Regions from separate parts of the Mus musculus genome. Here all the other regions are linked to region 2. A link is a contact called in public HiChIP or PLAC-seq data. All regions are on one chromosome and are shown on one strand. The core of a region is the stretch at or near the end of the contact, and the rest is flanking DNA. Distances in the headings are between cores, read along the strand shown. Region 1 overlaps Gm30246 (a long non-coding RNA gene). Region 2 has its middle 20 kb from the start of Gm52138. Region 3 has its middle 13 kb from the start of Serp2.

Region 1 (2,700 bases), core at 188-2,687, 920 kb before region 2:
TTTTTACATTTTATAGTTCATTGTGTGTGTGTATATATATGAATCTGTGCATAGTGTTGTCTATGAGTGTGTGTGTAGTGTCCTCTGTGTGTGCCTGCAATCCTGTGTGTGTGTGTGTGTGTGTGTGTGTGTGTGTGTGTGTGCCATAACCACATGTGGAAGCCAGACAGAAGGAGTTTGCTTCTACCATGTGGATCCTGGGGATTGAACTCATGTTGTCAGATTTGGTGGCCAGCTCCTTTTCCTGCAGAGCCAACTTGCCCCTCAATAACTCGTTATTGAATGGGAATAAAGGGATACTTCCCTTACAGGAGATGGGATGGAGTCTGAATCCGCAGAGTGACACCTGCTCATGCTGGCTCATTTAAGACACTGTTTTTATTTTTTCATCCTGTGTATGTGTGGGAGTGCACACACTCGAACCTGTGCATACTCAGAATCCAGAAGAAAGTGATCCCTGAGGCTAAAATAGGTGCTGGCAACTGACCCCAGGTCCTCTGCCAAAGCAAGAAAGGCTCTTAAGCATTGAGCCATTCCTCCAGCCCCTAAGCTGGATTGTTTTATGTTTTGTCCCTGCCTTTCTGCACCTCCTAGGCACTAGATCAAGATTGGCCTTCAGCCAGGAAACATTGGTTCTGAGATACCCTCCTTGGCCTGTAGCTGCCAGCCGAGGAAGAAGTATGTGCAGGCTGGCATGGGCCCGGCAGAGCTGGTCATACCCAGCAGTGGCCTTGTGGGTAGGCTGAGTGGGCAGGTGTGGTCTCTGAGTCATTGGGCAAGTGCCCCAAAGCTTAAGGACAGACCCCACAGCCCCCGCATTGAGCTTCCTGTTTCCTGTCACAGCGTCCAAAATTCTACCATATTCGGTTATTCATACTGAGCCTTTCACGGATCTCAGTTAATGAATAATTTTTAGTTCTGAGATGGGAGCAGCTTTAGGTGAGGGAGACAGAGATACGAGAAAATTGGGCGAGAATACAGACAGGTTTTATACTTTCACATTTCTGAAATGAATTTCTCTAGTCCTTTCAAACTACTCAGGCAGCATTGGGGAACTGCTGGTTCCCTGCTTACTGGAGCTCCAACAATAGGGTGCCATCTGGGAACCCAAGGACTAGGACTCCCTGAGTTTGATTCCTGTGCATGCCTATGTGCCTATGAGAGATTATGTGCACCACACACATGTAGGTGTGAGAGGAGGCAAGAGGAAGGTGTCAGGTCCCCTAAAACTAGAGTTATAGGGAGTTGTGGGCCACCAGGTGTGGGTGCTGGGAACTGAACCCTGTCCCCTACAAGAGCAGGAAGTTCTCTTAACTACTGTGCCATCCTTCCAAGTCCACTATTCAGTCCTCAAACACACTTTCCTACCTAGCCACACATGAGCACATGAGAGAGGCAAGAGAATTAGGACATAGCACAGAGTGCGGGACAGGGGACATGCTGCGTCTCAGCTTGATGTCACCAGGCTCTTAGTCACACTGCCTTCTCTGTCTGGGGAGGACCTAGGATCTAAGGAAAAACTTTTCTCAAGATGAAGGCTGAAAACTTCAAAGGTAACACAGGACTATATTTTCTTGATCCTGAATTAGAACGGAGACTCGGATACATGGGCGTATCTCTGTGTGAAGTCTTTTTAAAAGGAGAAATAACTAAAGCTATAGCTTTAGTTAACATGGACTAAAATCTTTATTAGTTAGCGGGCAACTCCACTGACCCTGGTCCAGGATAGCACAGCCACTCATGTCCATCCTATTGAAAGCACTTGGGGAGTTGCTGTTCCTGTCTACCTACCCCATGGACAGGAGGGTCCCCAGAATTGTCATCTTCATTACCTTTTATGGCACCCTTGGACAAATGATTTACTGTGCTGTCTTTTCTCTCTAAGGAAATATTCGGTTTCCTATCCGCTATTATTTGACATAGCTTGTCCCTTGCCAGCTCATATACTGGGATCCTGGGACTCAGTACGGTGATATTGGAGAATAATGGAACCTTTAAGAGGTGAGTCATAAGGGTGGAGATTAGATTCCTGGGGACATTGCCACCAGAAGGGATTAATGCCTCCTGAGACTCCAGATAGTTCTGGAGAGAGTGGTTGTAGTGAGTCAGACCAGCCCCTCCCTGCTGTCTGGCCCCCCATTTGCCACGTGTTCCCACCATCAGGATGCCATACACAATGGGCACCTCACCATAGCCAAGCAGAGACTGCTGCCATGCTCTTGGGACTCCAGAACTGTGAGCTAAATACACCCTTCTTCTTTACAAATGATCTGGCATCGGGTATTTGGGTATTGCAACTAAACGTAGACTAACACACTACCTAGAGATTTTATATTCCTCTTAGCCAAGGGGGAGGCCTTATATTATACCCATTTCACCCTCCACAGGTAGATTCATGGGGGGGGGGGTGGTATGTAATTATGTAGAAAATCTTAACTCACGAGTGTCCTCATCAACATAATTCTTGATTAACCAGATTGGTTTTTTGCAAAATGCTCTAAAAAACAAGGAAAGTTGCTGAATCCTCCCTCTGCCTCTCGCAGCCTAGTAAATGGAACCATAGTTGTTTGCCTTTGCTTTCTCTTTTGTAACTAGAAAAGAAAGGTATTCCTGGAAAACCAGGATTGTCTGTCACCTCATAAGGGGTCATGGTAGACTGAGTGATGCCCTCTAAGGAATCGTTTGGAAAGCTCTAGAACC
Region 2 (2,700 bases), core at 168-2,667:
ACTGGAAACAATGGAACTGGGTGCTGTTAAACTCAAATAAGAGAGGGGAGAGATGGCTCGGCAGTTAACAGTGCTGGTTATTTAATTATTTAAAAACAAAAAACAAACAAACAAACAAACAAAAAAAACAGGGTTTCTCTGTATAGCCCTGGCTGTCCTGGGACTCACTCTGTAAACCAAGCTGGCCTTGAACTCAGAAATCTGCCTGCCTCTGCCTCCCAAGTCCTGGGATTAAAGGCATGCGCCACCACTGCCCAGCTAGTACTTGTCATTCTTGCAGAGGACCAGATCTGGGTTTCCAGCACCCATGTCAGGGTGGCTTGTGGCGCTACGGATTCAGGCGCCCTCTTCTGGCCTCTGAGGGCACCTACACACAATGAGCTCATACACATACAGATGGGAATAAAAAAATAATAAGTTAAACACAAACACAATGTACCCCAACTCAAATGCTCTTTATTTGGATTCTAGAACTGTAGCTACTTGGTGCCACCCACTCCCAGATGGAGAATGTCACTCTGTCAGAGAGGAAATCAAAATAAAAAGATACTGCTGGGCATGGTGGCGCTCGCCTTTAATCCTAGCACTCGGGAGGCAGAGGCAGGTGGATTTCTAAGTTCAAGGCCAGCCTGGTCTACAAAGTGAGTTCCAGGACAGCCAGGGCTGTACAGAGAAACCCTGTCTCGAAAAAACAAACAAACAAACAAACAAACAAAAGATACAGCAATTACTAATGACAGATAATAATGTTCTTTTGTAAAACGAACACAAACATTTGGCCTAGGAAGGACCACAAGATTCTTGGATTTTCTAGAAAAGCTGGAAGAGCTGATGGTATTGTGCCTCACTGCCCTCAGGACACAGTCCCCGGGAACTGGGTTGCCATGCCCTTCTTCCAGGCCACTTGTCCTCCACTGTACCCAGAGCAGCTGGCTTTGAAGCCCTGCAGCCAATCCAGATTGCAGGCTTCCCTGGCCTAAGGACAGAATTTACCAGTGCTTTTAAGTGACAGCTGTCCATCCCTTGTGGAGATTAGAGTGGAAAGAACTGTATGGAGGCAATTAGTTCATCTGCTAAAATAGCCTGTCTTAATTGAAATTGAAGAAGCCCCCGGATTAGTCATTAAAATCCGAACGCAGCTAAGTGGAAGACCAAGACCAGCTCAACAAAACTCCGATGAGGCGGGGGGGGGGGGGGGGGGGGGGAGCGAGGAGAGGAGCGAGGGAGGGGAAAAGTGGGGGCTGCGGTGCGGGGGGTGGGGGTGGGGGGAATGGGAGGGGAGGGGAGGGGAGCGAAGGGGAGGGGAGGGGGGGGAGGAGAGGGGAGGGGAGGGGAGGGGAGGGGAGGGGAGGGGGCCGAGCGTGCGGGGTGTGGAGAGGGTTGCTGGCTGAGGAGGATGAGGGAGCCCTCTAGTGGGAACTGCTATTTCTCCGGACCTTTTAAGATGGTTTGGAGAGAGGCAGCCACTCAAAGATAAAATGTTCACTCAGAGGCAAAATGGCCAGGGAGCAAGAAAAATATTCTGGAAAATGGTGTGTGTGTGTGTGTGTGTGTGCACGCGTGTGCGCGCTGGTGACTGCAGTTTACTACAACTAGGAATCCGGCTTCACTGCTGTAGACCCCTAGTATTTTAAGTTGTTATTTAAATGGAAAGTAAATGTTTCTTACAGCTTTTAAAAGCCAAGTTGAACACTTGGTGTGAAAAAAAAAATTAAAGTGTATATAACATAATGCTGGTTGTTTTTGACTTGTGTTAACTTGTAAAACCTCAAATCTAGTTCCTCTTAGGAATTTTCTTTCTTTCCTGAGACAGGGTTTCTCACTATGTAGCCCTAGCTGCCCTGGAACTCACAAAGATCTGCTTGCCTCTGCCTCCCTAGTGCCTGGATTAAAGGTGTCAGCACACACACACATACACACACACACACACACACACACACACACACACACAGCCTCAGTGAGCCTAAATTGTAAGATCTAGCGCAGCGTTTTTCTGTTGGGTGGGGACTGCTGCGGTGAGACAATCTTTAGGCAGCTGCTCCAGGGACCAAGTGAGTAAGGGTGCCTCCGTTTCATTGTGTTGATAGCCCTCTCAACGGTGCGGACTTGCCTCAAGCGAGCCCAGGCCAGGCCTGAGTGGCCAATCCTAACGTGAGTCTGCTCAGTACACAGTGCCCAGCACAGCTGCGGTGTCCCCCCAAACAGCTTTAAAAAGCAAACAGAGCAGAAGGATTTTCAAAGCCAAGACAACGTTTTGCAGGTTTTTGAATAGGGAGGTAAAATGTTTGGGTCCAAGAGTCGAAAGTCAAAACTGGGTAAAGATCACGGTTCCCATGTTCATGTGTAGTCCATAGTCCAGTCGGGGCAGAGAGGAGAGATGGATGGTGTTGAGAGATTTGAAAGGGCATTTGACAGACCAGTTCAGTATTCACTGAACATAAAAATAAAATTGAATTATCAAATGCTGACTATTTCAAACTGTATCTTGTATGTTTTAATTTGTAAATAACATCTCCCGGGTTGTAGGATGTAGGTCACTGGTACAGTGCTTGCTAGGAGGCACAAAACTCTAAGTCTGATCTCTTAAGGGCCATAAACCTGGCCTAGTGGCACATGCCTGTAATCCCAACACCTGATGAGAGGTGAAGACAGGAGAATAAGAAGTTCCATGTCCTTCTTGGCTAAGGTTTGAAGTAAGCC
Region 3 (2,700 bases), core at 87-2,586, 700 kb before region 2:
GAGTAAAGAGGATTTGTCTCACAAACCAACTATCCAGATGTGGCTGTGTACAGCTAGACATACTGAGCTAGACACTCAGGAGGCAGCGAGGCAAGTTCCAGGGCACCCTGGCCAACACAGGAGCTTGTCTCAAATGTTTAAAAAACAAACCAAAATGACGTGGAATGGAAGTCATACGCAGGGTAACTGGTACCTTCTTAAGCAGTCTTTAGTAAACTGTGGAAAACATCACAAATGAGAAAGAAGAAAAGCTTCCGGAGGGCGGGGCATGGAGATGATGTAAGCTGTTTGCTAGAAGCAGAATGAGTAACTCAGGTGAATCACGGCTGGGTCTGATTGTTCAAGGATCGGTCCTACCATCCATGGGGTTATCCAGAATCCTAGAGTCACACATAAGGCTTCTGGGAAGTCCTTTTCCAGGCTAAAGAAACCAAACTTTCAAACTGAGCCTCAGACCCCAGAACACACATCCCCATAGAGAAAAATAAAAGAGAAGCTACCGAGAGGGACAGAGAGAAGTTTCTGTTTGTTTGTTTTGTTTGTTTGTTTGTTTTGTTTGTTTGTTTTCAGAGTTTTCACTGGGATTGTTACATGATGATGAACGTATGTTTTTAGTGTACAACTGTGTCTTGTTTTGTATGAATGTACTTAATGTCAAATTGTACATTTGGAAATAATTAAACTCTATATTACCAGAAAACAAAATAAAGATTTTTTTTTTAAATCTTAAAGGAAAAGATTGTTAAAGAACTTGTGGTCATCGGGGGAGGGGTTATATGTCATAAAAACAGGTTACTATGGATACAAGGCCCATTTAGACCATAGCTCTGCAGACATCTGGCCTGGGTCTTTGGCTAGCAAGGCTCTGTTAGGCCAAAGTTTCCAAGAGACTCAGTCCTCCTTGTCTGCCCTCTTGGATCTTTCCTCCCCCCAGCCCCCACAACTATTTAGAGCTCTAACTTGACATTTTCTTATTTTATATTGGCACACACCCATGTAAAGCAAACAGAGCACACAGGATGGAGGGGGAGGAGGAGGAGGTCAAGGCCCATTTTGGAATTAAAACAAACAGCCAGGGAAGCACAAGAGACCACGGTGGATTTGGACAAGTTGAGCTGTGGGAGGAAGTGTCAGACAAGCCAATTGTTTCCAGATCTCAACAGGCTAGGGAAGGAGAAAGCGAACGGTACCATTTATCAGAAGGAGTTCACACGGGGTGGAGTCGGAGTTAAGGGAGTAGGTGAAAAAACAAGAATGGGAGTTATGGTTCCTCAGCCTTGAGCTGTCACGGAGAAAGCTGAGTGGCATTAAACTCTGTCGGATGCTGATTAGATTGTGGTTTGAGGCCGGAAAACCATGGGTTACCCAGACAGAGGCAGGGGAGCTGAGAAGGGTGACTTTAGTACCAGCGCCAATACAACACCTCTCTACTTCCCAGTGGAGCTGAGCAGAAAGTCCAGGATGAAGGAATCACAGAGGTCATATGACTGAGCGGGTCCCAGGCTACCCAGGTACAACATTCTAGGAGGGATGAAGAAATCGGAAGAAACACAGGTCTCTTGCGCTCCTGACCACTGGAAGACAACAGACCTAGATGGTGTATGGGTTCCCAGGAGCTCCTCCTAGATGCTTGGGAATCAGGGCATCCAAAGCCTTAGAAAATATCAGGTGCAAAGCAACTGTGGTGGCTTTAATGTCAGCACTCGGGAGTCAGAGCTAGGTGGGCGTCTGTGAGTTCAAGGCCTGCCTGCTCTATACATCCAGTTCCAGGACAGCCAGGGATGCACAGAGAAACCCTGTCTCAAAAAGAAAAAAGAAAAAGAAAGAGAGAGAGAGAGAGATGAAAAGAGAAAGAGAGAAAGAGGAAAAGAGAAAAAGAAAGACAAAATATCAGGAGTGGCTGGCTATAGATGATCCCGTGTTCATACGAACAGCTGCAGAGTGAGCCAGATGTTCTCTTGTCGGCTGACTCCTCCCTTTCGGGAGCTACAGCAGAAGCCCAGCTTCCTCCCATAACCTGGAGCCAAATCGTTGGCCATGGATTTAGACCATTCTACCCTTAACACAGGACAACTGTCAACTCGAAGCCTGTGTGCCTGAACGCCTAAGTCTTTGAAGTGTCCACCGAATCCTGTGCACCGCAAGAGCCATGACCAGAGAAAGAGAAAAAACCTCATGGAACTATCAACCAACTAATATGACACTCTCACAAAATCCCAAGTCCTGAGGCAAAGAGATAAAATGCAAAGGGAGCGAGCCCCAGAGGCCAGAAGGACATTAATCCAGTAACGCTGATGCTGCCTGAAACCCATCTTTAAAAAACGTATTTGTCACACCTCCAAAGGATAAAAACAAAACAAAAAACTTACTAGTATCTGTCATATTTTCTTCCTTATATATTTTGTTCCTTTAGCTGCCAAATTCTCTTTATGACTTTTACAAGAGGATTATAATTAACTGTGCTACATGAAATTTAACTATGTGCTCCATATAGTATCAGAAAGAGAGCTCAGCAGAAAATGAGTGCCCCACTACAAACACACATTCTCAAATTCATTGAGCCTTGTTCTTACATCTGAAAACCATCTCTCTTGTTACAGGCACCGTCTATAATTTGTTTTTCTACCTTCTGACGGTTGCTTTATATCCCCTTAATATTGGGAGGGTTGAACTGGACACCAAGATCACTTTCAATCCCAA

What was found. HiChIP or PLAC-seq counts read pairs in DNA pulled down with a chosen protein or histone mark.
Region 1: a contact with region 2 is called in a FOXA1 HiChIP or PLAC-seq map of pancreatic cancer cells. The contact joins two enhancer-like sites.
Region 3: a contact with region 2 is called in an HNF4G HiChIP or PLAC-seq map of pancreatic cancer cells. The contact joins two enhancer-like sites. A contact is called at or near these places in 1 of 115 datasets of contacts at active chromatin or transcription factors (pancreatic cancer cells) and 1 of 9 other capture datasets (pancreatic islet).

Annotation. Positions count from the first base shown.
Region 1 is chr14:76,785,813-76,788,512 of GRCm38.p6, reverse strand. All of the region lies in intron 1 of Gm30246 (a long non-coding RNA gene), which reads right to left. Among named protein-coding and RNA genes, the nearest start is that of Gm30246, 6.5 kb to the right of the region's middle. Within about 2 kb of position 1,437, at least 90 of the 459 cell types and tissues checked have an H3K27ac peak or open chromatin away from gene starts, as enhancers often do. A contact at or near this core is called in pancreatic cancer cells, where this site is marked.
Region 2 is chr14:75,869,593-75,872,292 of GRCm38.p6, reverse strand. No RefSeq gene overlaps it. Among named protein-coding and RNA genes, the nearest start is that of Gm52138, 20 kb to the left of the region's middle. Within about 2 kb of position 1,417, at least 21 of the 459 cell types and tissues checked have an H3K27ac peak or open chromatin away from gene starts, as enhancers often do. A contact at or near this core is called in pancreatic cancer cells, where this site is marked.
Region 3 is chr14:76,568,042-76,570,741 of GRCm38.p6, reverse strand. No RefSeq gene overlaps it. Among named protein-coding and RNA genes, the nearest start is that of Serp2, 13 kb to the right of the region's middle. Within about 2 kb of position 1,336, at least 109 of the 459 cell types and tissues checked have an H3K27ac peak or open chromatin away from gene starts, as enhancers often do. A contact at or near this core is called in pancreatic cancer cells, where this site is marked.